Regions from separate parts of the Hordeum vulgare genome. Here region 2 is linked to region 1. The links are chromatin contacts, called in public Hi-C maps. All regions are on one chromosome and are shown on one strand. Each heading gives the region's core, a stretch centred on a gene start, on an enhancer-like site or on the middle of the called end of the contact. The rest is flanking DNA. Distances are from core to core; before and after follow the strand shown. Region 1 holds the start of LOC123429428 (putative G-type lectin S-receptor-like serine/threonine-protein kinase At1g61610). Region 2 holds the start of LOC123429430 (probable pectinesterase 53).

What was found. Hi-C and Micro-C count contacts between places; a contact is called where the count stands out from the background.
Region 2: a Hi-C map of seedling shows a contact between it and region 1, with 4 times the contacts expected there. The contact joins the promoter of LOC123429430 here to the promoter of LOC123429428 in region 1. A contact is called at or near these places in 2 of 6 Hi-C or Micro-C datasets (leaf and seedling).

The regions. Positions count from the first base shown.
Region 1 is chr2H:34,590,847-34,596,905 of MorexV3_pseudomolecules_assembly, reverse strand. It overlaps LOC123429428 (putative G-type lectin S-receptor-like serine/threonine-protein kinase At1g61610), which reads left to right and starts at 2,565. Exons shown (of 7, transcript XM_045113463.1): 1 at 2,565-3,699; 2 at 4,133-4,234; 3 at 5,256-5,449; 4 at 5,554-5,761; 5 at 5,845-6,059. The coding sequence starts at 2,565.
Region 2 is chr2H:34,843,427-34,849,305 of MorexV3_pseudomolecules_assembly, reverse strand. LOC123429430 (probable pectinesterase 53) reads right to left here and starts at 4,042. Exons shown (of 4, transcript XM_045113466.1): 1 at 3,546-4,042; 2 at 3,170-3,362; 3 at 2,866-3,072; 4 at 1,470-1,987. The coding sequence starts at 3,931. The coding sequence ends at 1,799.

The DNA.
Region 1 (6,059 bases), core at 1,316-3,815:
TAATCAAATATTATGTCATATAACACATCATCATCTTACTCATCTAACAACTCATCATCAACTAATTTCAAAAAAACAACAACTCATCATCATCTTAATCATACCAAGTTAAAATCTCGTAAAACAAAAAATATCATAATAATCATCATCCTAATCGATCATGCCAAGTTAATATAAATCAGAAAAACTTCTCTCTCATAGTACCTAGTCCTCTCTCGTAGGTAAAATGTCATAAAACAGAATAACACCTATGTCTCTGTGATGAAGCAGAGAGATCCAACGGTCTCCAACTTGTGGCTTGCGATCCTTCTTTATTTCTCTCCATGCTTTAATTTAGAGCCGTCCTTGTGATTTGCGCTCAATCGAGTATGGAAAATTGAACTGAACCCTCATAGGACTTTTAATTGTCATATGACCTTTGCCATGCATCAATGAAGGCACAACATCATTTGACAGTTTCTGTTGAAGAACATAATAATAGCCTAGTTAGCAATGTAATGAACATCTTTACGCAATAGTAGTGTACTTAATTAACAACTCTTACTAAGATATTTGCGCGAATGTCATCAGTCCTCAACCTATGCACTAGTGCCATGTATGAAGTATAATTTATGCGAGGTTCCATATTATACGGAAAGTTGTCCCTACCAAATAGGACACCAATAACAAAGATGATAAGAGCATCCTTCTCTTTCCAAGTTAGATGTGATCCATAAGTATAGTGTCGTGTCAACTATGTTCTGTGTTTCACTCGAAGAAAGGAAATAAGCTGTAAATTATAAAGTAACAAATTTAGTATGGATGAACACCAACTATTTTTAAATATAGAATGCAAATTACTTACAAATATGGTTGACAAACTCACATGGAGGCAAAACCGGAAGCATATCGACATCCACCCAAATGTCGATATTACCTTCAATATGATCTTCAGGTCGAAGATCGAAGGTTATTTCCATATCCTCGTAAAATACATATGTCTTGGCTAGAGCTTGCTAATTTGAGCACCATAAGTCTGTGTTATTAACTGCATTCATTACTTTGACCAGAAATGTGTGATCATGTTTAGTCGTGAGGTTAACTCTCCTCGTCTCCATACTCCCTTGGTCTTCAAAACCGAGCCTTTGCAAGACATACCTTCTTGCATGGCAGGGGAGGAACTAGTCCAATTGTATAAAACAGAAATTGCGCGTTAAAACAAAGAAACATAAGTCATGCTTAATTACGGAAAAAACACTTGTCACCGTTGCGTACCGTACAAACATCGAAGGTCTCGTTAAGCTTGATGATGAAGAACCTGCCGTCTCGCAGGTGAATCGTGTCGTACACATCCCGATAGTCGCCACAAAGTTCACACTCCCAATATCGTAGTTAGACATTTCCCGTGTTTATGGATTAACTGCAATGAAGTCAACTACATTGAAATAAACTTTTACAATTATTTAATAAACTTTTCACCAAAAATGAAATATAATATTACTCCTCACCGGCGATCGTCGGGGACTCCTCCGACGACTGTCGAGGACTCCTCACCGATGATCGTCGGGGACTCCTCACCGACGATCGTCCGGGACTCCTCCGGCGATCGTCGGGGACTCCTCACCGATGATCATCGGGGACTCCTCCTCCTCCGGCGATCGCCGGGGCCTCCTCCGGCGATCGTCGGGGACTCATGAATTAACCTACATCTACCTATATTTTCGATAACATCCATAGTTTAACTAATCGAGAAGAAAGATAAAACAATTTAGTTCACTTTAGCTAGCAAGATCATCATATATATAATATCACTAATACATCGAATAATCCCCTTAATGCATCATTGAATATTATCGAATATAATTTCGAATACATCTCGATTATTATCAATAATACATCTTGAATATTATCATATAACATCACTAGCTAATACAGATCGAATATCATCAAATAATCTACTTCACTTGCGGTTCCTGATCAAACTGACATCCAAAGAGTTGTCGCTGTACTGAGGCGCGGGCGGTGGACAGCCAAAGAGAAGGAACATCACATGATCATAGCTCGGGTGAGATTCTTGAAGAACCTGCTAGGTATAGGAAAACCTGACGTCCAACGCAACCATGTAGCGACGGACGTGCTCGTCCTTGCGATGTACCTCCTCCTCGTGGGTCGGCTCCCTCCGCATCAAAAGTGACCCACACAACCTTCTAAAAAAAGATTGAACTAGAAAAAAGCATATCAGAAGACAGTCAACTGGTGTGACTAGTGGGCAGTGAGGATGGAGCAGCCGGGCCGGTATAGCTAAATGTTTCAGTCACTGGTGTGGCTAGTCAGCAGTGACAGTGGCATTCCTACTTCGGCATGGACAGCTGAGATGTTAACTCAATCCAGCATACTGTCAACTGCTCCAATGCAAAAAACTTTGCATTACTGAGCCATCTGCTTCCATAATCGAACATGTGGCTGGAACGAGTCCTTGTTTGCCGATGCATTTTGTCCTTGTGGCCAAGTCTAGATATAGCAGCATAAATAGCCTATAGCTAGACACTACTCCTACTCCACTATGATTTGGCCCTGAATGATCGATGGGTTGGCAGGCTCCCCCATGCTTCACCGGGACGGCAGTGTTGATCCTTCTTATCATCCTGCCGTTTAGTGTGTCCGACGACCGGCTTGTCCCCGGCAAGCCGCTCTCCCCTGGCTCCACCATCGTCTCCGACGGCGGTGCCTTCGCCCTGGGCTTCTTCGCCCCCTCCAACTCCACTCCCACCAAGTTGTACCTCGGCATCTGGTACAACGACATCCCCGAGCTTACGGTCGTGTGGGTTGCCAACCGAGAAACCCCGGCCACCAACACCACTTCATCATCTGCATCACCAACACTCTCCATCACCAACACCACCAATCTCGTTCTCTCGGAGGGAGATGGTGGTGAACGTGTTCTTTGGTCGACAACAACCAACATGGCTCCCGCACCAGGGTCGTCTCCCCCGACGGCGGTTCTTCTCAACACCGGCAATCTCGTCATCCGCTCGGCAAACGGCACCATGCAATGGCAAAGCTTTCAACACCTGACTGACACGCTCCTTCCCGGCATGAGGATCCGGTACAAGTACGGGGCTCGTGTGGACAACGAGCGCGTGGTGGCATGGAAGGGCCCTAGCGACCCCTCTCCCGGGCGCTTCTCCTTTGGGGGCGACCGGAACACGCTCCTCCAGTCGTTCCTCTTGGACGGGTCACGCCCGGTGTTACGCAGCGGCACGTGGATAGGGAACCTAGTGATGAGCCAACGCATGAACAACAACTCCATTATCGTCTACACCGCCTTCGTCGACAACGATGAAGAGATGTATTTCACGTATACCCTCTCCGAAGGTGCCTCCCACACAAGGTACGTGGTGACCTACTCAGGCGAGTACCAGCTCCAAAGCTGGAGTGGCTGGACATCAACATGGGATGTCCTCTGGAAGTGGCCATCCGCGGAATGCACCCGCTACGGCTACTGCGGCCCATACGGCTACTGCGACGAGACATTGTTGCCAGCCCCATCATGTAAATGCCTTGACGGTTTTGAGCCAGCAAACATTGAGGAGTGGGCCAATGGTAGGTTCTCAACCGGGTGCCGGCGGAAGCAGCCGTTGCGCGGGTGTGGCGACGGCTTCTTGGCGTTGCCAGGGATGAAGTCACCAGACAGGTTCACTCGCGTAGGCGGTGGCGGGAGCACATTCGAGGAGTGCGCGGCCGAGTGCAACCGCAACTGCTCATGCGTTGGGTACGCATATGCCAAACTGAGCAGCGGCAGGTCCGGCGGAGATGTGGCAAGGTGCTTGGTGTGGGCTGGGGAGTTGGTTGACACCGGAAAGTATGGCGCAGAGCTCGGCGGAGAGACACTCTATATCCGGCTTGCAGGCATGGATGCATCTACCGGTACAAAACGCAGTTTCTTGCTCTTTCTCCAACTGGTTTAATTTGTCGATTCTCGCTCTTTCATCCGGTTGGGTTTGTCATTCCTCCCCCTTTCTCCTACTGGTTGTGGTTGTGTCATTTCTCCCTCTTTTCAGTTTTCGCCGGTGTTTTCTGTCTTCCCTTCCATATTTCTCTCTCCATCATTCATTTGTCTTTCTCTTATGGTATACATATTTCTCTTTCATAGGTAAAAGGACAAAGAGCAATGCATTGAGGATTGTGCTACCAGTTTTCGGCATTAGTGTTCTCGTGCTCATATGCATCTCCCTAGCATGGTTCAAATTCAAAGGTACGTTTAGTTGATATCCTTAGGAAAAAATTATACTAGACCAACTTGGAAGTCGATGCCTACTATCATAATATACCGTCACAATTGGGTTAAAAAAAACTTCTCAACCACTCGAATAAGTAAAAGTACAACAAATAATGTTTTAGGTGTTTTTGGGGTTTAGCCACTGTGAGAGCTATTTAGGACAGTATAACCGCACCTAATCCGAGCTCTCTCAGGCGTTTGAGGATTTTGACCGTTAGATCTAAGATCTGGCTTGTCCAGTATAACCGCACCTACTCCGAGCTCTCTCAGACGTTTGAGGATTTTGACCGTTAGATCTAAGATCTGGCTTGTCCTGGCCGTCTGATCTTAATCTTCTCACTAACTGGGCCGCTGTGAAGAAAAAACCGAGCACTCTGGTGACTTGGGCCGTTTCTCCAGCCCATTTGGCCAATCTCCCAACCCGAAAGGAGACCAATCGATCGCTACCTCCCTCTACCTCTGGCTGCACATCTCTTCCGTTTCGCCTTCTCCCTCGCCCCCTCCCGAACCGTAAGTTTGATCGAGCTACAACGATGCTGGTGATGCGGCCAGATCTTCTCTGCAGCTTCATCAGTCTTGCTCCCATTTCCGTTTCCGTGCAACAAGTGTAACAATAACGTGCAATCAACTAGCAAAAAAGATGGAATGCAAATGCTAGAGTGTATACACTCGATCATAGAGGTGGGCACTTACCACGCTCAAACAACCGCTGCTCTTAAAACACTCTATATATAAAAGGGGACAAGAAAAGCATATCAATGTCCAACAGGAGGTCTAGGGGTCTAGGGATGGTTTTCCAGCACATGTATTTTGATTGCGTGCATGGGTACTTTTCCTTCAACTATGTCATGGTGGCAGGCATGCCTTGTGGTTTATTTCCTATTGTTTCGTGAATTCATACATGGCAGTGTAACGAACATTAGTAGTTACCGACGTCAAACTTATTTCTTATCCCAATGATATGCTCATTGAAATGACTGTAATATCGTGGTAGCAGGCAAGAAATTTAAATGGAGAAAGCACAATAATATACGGGTGGATAATGCGAGTACCTCTAATGAGCTTGGGGAAGAAAATCAGCCCCATGATCATGAATTCCCGTTTGTAAGATTTGAAGAAGTTGCCTTCGCAACTCACAATTTCTCTGAGACATGCATGATTGGACAGGGAGGTTTCGGCAAAGTTTACAAGGTAACTCGTACAATATAAAGTTTTTTGGTACTCATTCTAAATTAGGAGGGTTGGTTTGTTCATATTTCAGACTCAAATATAATGTATGCACTATATTTATCTAGGGAATATTAGGTGGCCAAGAAGTTGCAGTCAAGAGGCTAAGCAAAGACTCTCAACAAGGAACAAAGGAATTCAGGAACGAAGTAATTCTAATTGCCAAATTGCAACATAGAAACTTGGTTCGACTTTTGGGATGTTGTGGTGAGGGAGACGAAAAACTCCTGATATATGAGTATCTGCCTAATAAGAGCTTAGATGCCACCCTTTTTGGTAAATATCCTAATATAGTCACCATGGTTTCTGAACACAACTCAAAAACATTCTCTTTTATCTAACATTTATTCTATCTATAGATGACTCGAGAAAATTGTTGTTGGATTGGGGGACACGGTTTAGCATAATCAAAGGAGTCGCAAGGGGACTTCTTTATCTTCATGAAGACTCAAGGTTGACCATAATTCACAGGGATCTTAAAGCTGGAAATGTTTTGCTAGATGAAGATATGAAACCTAAGATAGCTGATTTTGGTATGGCAAGAATATTTGGTGATAACCAACAAAATGCAAAT
Region 2 (5,879 bases), core at 2,793-5,292, 250 kb before region 1:
ATGCGAGCCAATCACAAATGGAAGAGACTGAGTATCCCCATTAAGTAGTTGTCGACACCTTAGCAATGATAGCACTCTTTTTGTTTATGCTCATGAGAGCCTTTTTCACCTTCTTGACTTTGCCCACACAAACCTCCTCCGCTAAGAGGCAGGCAATCGTCTTGGCAGACCCAGAAGAAGCTGCATCCAAGCTGGCAACCAAGTAGCCAAGCTTTTTCACGGACACCGCCTCGTCAATACGTGCCAACATAGCGTCGGGGTCAAAAGGGGGAGAGCGGATGGGCTTCAACGGCTCAGAGTTAGGTGTCAAAATATCTACCACATCAACCTCGACACCCGTAGACGTCACCTGGCCAACAACCTCAGGTGAGAGAGCAATAGTAGCAGCCAATCCTCCACGATCCACGAAGGTGAGTGTCAGACTCGGCTCCGACGACGACGATGGACTAAGATAATAGGGATTGACTAGGGAGCGGCGCCGCATATGTGTTCTCCCATGCGACGGCTGCTTAACAATAATCCTACACCTACGTAGGTCACTTACGTAAATTGGGTTACGTAGAGACGTGTCTTGCTTTAATCAACCTCTCCCTCCTGATTTTTAGGGTGGGCCCCGCTTCCCATTAATCAAAACTGGCCAAGTAATCCCTTACGTAACCTTTCGTAGATATTTTACGTAGATGTAGCAAAACTCGTTGCTTAAACAGCCGGCTGGGCCCGATTCCCTTTGATGTTTGAAATTCAAAAAGTTTTATCTACAAAACCGTTAATTTAATCGATGATTCGTTTTCATCATTGACTTTCTCGCGACGAGTTTTTCGAAACTAGATTTCATGTCGACATGTTTTGTCAACTATTTTTTTTGTTCATACTTGCCGTATTTTTTGATCCACTTGTCATATTATTAACCACTTACTTGTCTGAAAAAAATAACTTGATTGACACTTTTTAATGTTGTTTCGTACAAAGTCTTGTCCCAGTTTTTATTATGCATGATATAAAAAAGCATGTAATAGGTTGTGTTTCCAATTTAAATATGCTAACTTGTCGTATTTACAACAACTTTGTTAGAAAACTATTTTGTGTGCTTGTTACTTTAGCTATGTCGAGTTGTCATATTTACAAATGATGATCAAAAAAGATTTTTTGTGATCGTCGGTTTTAAATATGCTGAGTTATCATATTTTCGCGCGTAATCGCTTTTAAAAAATTGTTTGTGTATGCTAGTTTGATTATGTCGAGATGTCATATTTATATGCAATTTTCAAAAATACGGCAATTAAGTTATTTTTTATCAGATAAATAAGTACTTAGCAATATGACTAAGTAAGTGCAACAAACGTGGTAAGTACGAGTAAAAAAAATTGTCGAAACATGTCAACATAGGATCTAGTTTTAAAGATTTCATCGAAACAAAATCAATGATGAAAACGGATCATCGACCGAATTAATGGTTTAAGAGATAAAAGTTTTAAAATTCCCGTCATTTAGAGATGAATCATTGCATGCACGCATGCATGACAAAGAGAACACAATCGTTTGCGGAGCACGAGAGCTGTTAGTTAGATTTTCCCAACATAATATTCTACAAGCATTTGTTTAGTTATATGTTGTCTAAACAAATAATTAGACCTCGAAAATACGGGCGATTATGCCTGCCATGCGTTTCTAGCGAGGGGCCGATCGAGTACCATGCTGCACGGGACCTGTCTGAGTTGAAAAAACACACTCGCCGCCGCCCAAAACAAGACCGCAAAAAACCTGTATAAATTCACTCTGTCTTTCCACTTCCTCTTCTTTACATGACGCGTGCGCGTGTCACGGCGAACGCGGCCTCTGTCATATCCTGATCCACTCGGTGCCGTCGATGAAGCTGAGCGATATGAATGGCTTGGCCTCCTCGTCGGTGAGCTCCCGCGACCACGGCACCCTGCCGGAGTAGCTCGCGCCGGGGCCCGTGCACTTGTACTGCCCGTAGAACACCGTCCTGCACCATCATCCACCGTCAGAAACGGGAGAGGGGGTCAGGGGAGAGAGGACGGAGACGGCGGAAAAGAAAGAAGAAAGGAAAGAAGGATAAGGAGCGTACAGCTCGCGGCCGGGGTCGCCCCAGTTGTACCAGCCGCGCGGGACGATGATGTCGTCCATGTAGGTGTAGGCGAAGACGACGCGGGAGAAGGTGCCCCATGCCCGGCCCAGGTAGAGCGCCCCCGACCCCGTCACCCTGCAGCTCACGAACGAGAACCCCGTGTCCTCCAGCATGCTCTGCCGGTTCTGCGCCGTCAGCGCCCCGTAGTCCCGCGCGATCGCGTGCACGTGGCACCCCTGCACCCACACCACACCACACACACAGTCATGCACATACGTACGTACGTACGTATATTCCTCGTCACACGCACATGAGCGAGCATATCTGTGTTTTTTTACGTTGCTCGTGAATCTAGAAAAGCGGAACAGAAAACATGAGCATGTCTGATGGGCGCGAGACGAGACCGCAATATTTGACGTCTATCGGGCATGTGGGGGCGTAGGGCCGCCGGCCGGGGCGCCGGTCGCGGCGTCGGGGGCACAAGCGGACAGCAGCAAGAGGCCGTGTGCATGCATGATTCAGCCGCTGTGACGAGCCGGTCCAAGACGCCAAGATTGCGACTGCAACCGGCGACTGAACAAAATCCCGGCCTTGCGTGCCACAGGTGTTTGCCGGCTCTGTTTTTCTTGCTACATGATCGTACTACATGCTCTGTTGTTTTCTCTCTTGCCCTCTCTGTTCAGCGTGCGCAGTATTGCACCTCGCTCGCACATGGAATGGAAGGGCCGGCAATGGAGCGTCGGCGGAGGGAGGAAAGGGGGAGAGGCACCCCGTACCTCGTAGAGGGAGAGCGCGTCGCCGAAGATGAAGTCGATGGAGCCTTCGATGTAGCACTCCTTGTAGTAGTGGCGCCCCGACTGGTCGTAGAGCGTGTCCTGCGCGCCCAGGAACCGGCACCCCACGAAGGCCGCGTTGTCCGCCGACACCCGCAGCGCCACCGCCTGCTTCCCCGTCGCCCCCGCCTTCGGCACCGGCGCCGTGTTCTGCCAACGCCCGATTTATTAGGACACCTGCAGCGCGTATGGCGTACCGAGCTCCGAGCAGCAGCAGGGACGGCGGCGGTGGCGGAGAGCTACGTACCCTGAAGGTGATGTTCCTGGCAATGAAGTACTGCGCGTTCACGGCGAACGACGCCGAGCCGTACGTGCCCAGCGGCCGCCCCCTCGGCCCGGCGGGCGTGTCCGCGGTGTCGCCCCACTGCACGACTGTCTTGTCGGCGCCGGCGCCCTCGAGGGTGATGAACGCGCGCGTCGACGATATCGTCACCTTCTCCCTGCGACCAGGTTGCGGAGAGCCAGAATTCTAAGACACGGCGAAAATCTCAGCCAAAACGGCACAACAGTTGTGAAATTTTGTACGTACAAGTAAATTCGGAGCTCGGCTCCAATGGAGCAAAGTAAACAGGGCTTGACAGAGGCGTAAGGGAGGAGTGGAGGACAGGGGGCAATGCACGTACGTGTAGGTGCCGGCGTTGACCTTGATGACGACGCGGACGAGGTTGATGGTCGGGAGCGAGTCGACGGCGGCCTGGACGGACGTGAAGTCGCCGGCCGCGGGGTCCTTGTCGACGACGAGCGAGTAGGACGGGAACGCGCGGGCGACCGGCGCGTGGTGGAACGTGCTGTGCTTGAGGCCGCCCACGTACCGCACCCACCGCATGAACAGCCGCTCCAGCTCCTCCGCCCGCGTCGCGTTCTCCGGGAACGGCCGCCCCGCCGCCCTCCCCGGCCGCACGCCCCGCGTGTGCCCGTCCACGCCCGACACCACCGCGGCCACCGTGGCGACGCAGAGCAGGAGCCGGAGCAGGAGCCGGCCGGCGCGCGGCATGGGCATGGGCGGCATCGGTCGCACGCCGACGCCACGCACGGCCAGTGGCTGACAATGCCGGCGGGGTGGTGACCGGACGGATGATCGGGGAGCTGGAGCGGCGTGGCGAGGTTCGGTGCGTGGGGCAGGCGAGAAGGCATGTGGGGGGGATGGATTTAAGGGGCTCGAATGCTCGGTCGATCACGGGCGAGAAGAGAACACGAGGGGATTGTACGTGGAGTGGAGTGGACTGACGCGGCACCACTCGGGCCGGGTCACGGTTCACGAGCCGCCTAGTGAAACTTGGTACTGCGTTGGTTGCTTGCTGGCTTGTGGCGCGTGTTCGCCGCTCTGGGGCCGCTCTGGCTGCTTTGGGTACGTAAAGTACGCGATGCACGCTACGTACGGCTCTACGCGATGGACGTGCCTTCCCGTGCTCTTCCTTCCGGACTTCCCAGGCGATCGTGACTTCTGCGCGCGCAAGTGCTGTGCTTTGTTGAGGACCAGACATCCAGCTGACATGAACGCGGAACCTCTCAACACCTTCGCATAGATGTCTTTTGGCGGAGGCTAGGAATCATCCAACTGTGATTTCTCAAGGAAATCAGTCGGGTCATGAGCCGTCCGATCTGTGATGTGTGGCCGTCGGATGGGTCAACGATGCATTCCCTCCCGTCGTTCTCCAAAACGCAGCTATCGCATCCAGCCATTCATAGCAGCAGCAACGCAATCCTCGCTGCTAACGCAATCCTCATCGCCGCGCCGCACCGCTTGTTGGTTGTCGCTCGCGGCCACAACATCCCGCTGCACCACGTTCCTCCATCGCAGCTCGACGACACTGCGGCAATGGGGGTTGCAGTAAGGCGGCGTTGTCGCCGCATCGCTTTGCAGCACCGGCAGTGCTGCGACGAGATGGTTGCAGCGGCGGTGGTCTCCCGTCGTGTCGTCGTGCTCTCGTTGCTGCTTAGGGCCATTTGTTGTCGCTTCTGCAGGCGAGCTCGTCGACCCCCGCCGTTTTCAACAAAGGCGAGGACGCTGATGCTGAAAAATGCCAGGTGCTGCAAGGCTCGTACCGACGTGTTCTCGTTGATGCACAGGAGCGCGTGGTGCTGCACAGAAGAGGTCACCGTGTTGTAGCTGTTGCACGCGAAGTCATCAGTTCACGTTGTCATGCTTTCATTGCTGCAGACGAACGCCGCCGTGTTGTGCTGCTAGAGACAAAGTTGTCGTCGATGGCGGGGGCTGCCACCATGATGATGGATGCAACACGGAGGTTGCGACCATAGCGATGGATGAGGCAAGGTGGTTGTGCCTCGCTTTACTGGATGAATTCTCAAGGAAATCAGTCGGGTCATGAGCCCTTCGATCTGCGGTGCGTGGTGTAGAGACAGAGGAGTTGGCAATACAATAATTGATGTATTGATGGGTGCCAAGGGCACATATATATATAAGGTACAAGTGGACCTTTATTTCAACTATACAAGGTTAGGAGATGGGCGAGACTATACGCAATATACATGCAACATATGTCCCCCCCCCCCCCCCGCGCGCGCGCGCGCAGTCAAAGCGTCGTCGGAGACACAGGGACTGGACCGAAACTCCTCAAAGACAGCAGTCGGCAATCCCTTAGTCATCACGTCAGCAAACTGTTGCGACGTCGGCATGTGGAGAACTCAAACTCGGCCAAGGGCAACCTGCTCGCGAACGAAGTGAATATCGAGCTCGATATGCTTCGTTCGTGGATGATGCACCGGGTTGGCGAAGAGGTAGACCGCGCCGACGTTGTCACCGAAAACAAGAGTGGCTTTGGAAGTGTCAGAAAGCAACTCCTGTAGTAGCTGACGGATCCAAGAGCACTCCGCCACGACTTTAGCCACTGCCCTATACTCAGCCTCAACACTGGAGCGGGAGACCGTGGGCTGGCGCTTCGAAGACCAAGAGATCAACGAGGGCCCAAGGTAGACGCAGTAGCTGATGTGGAGCA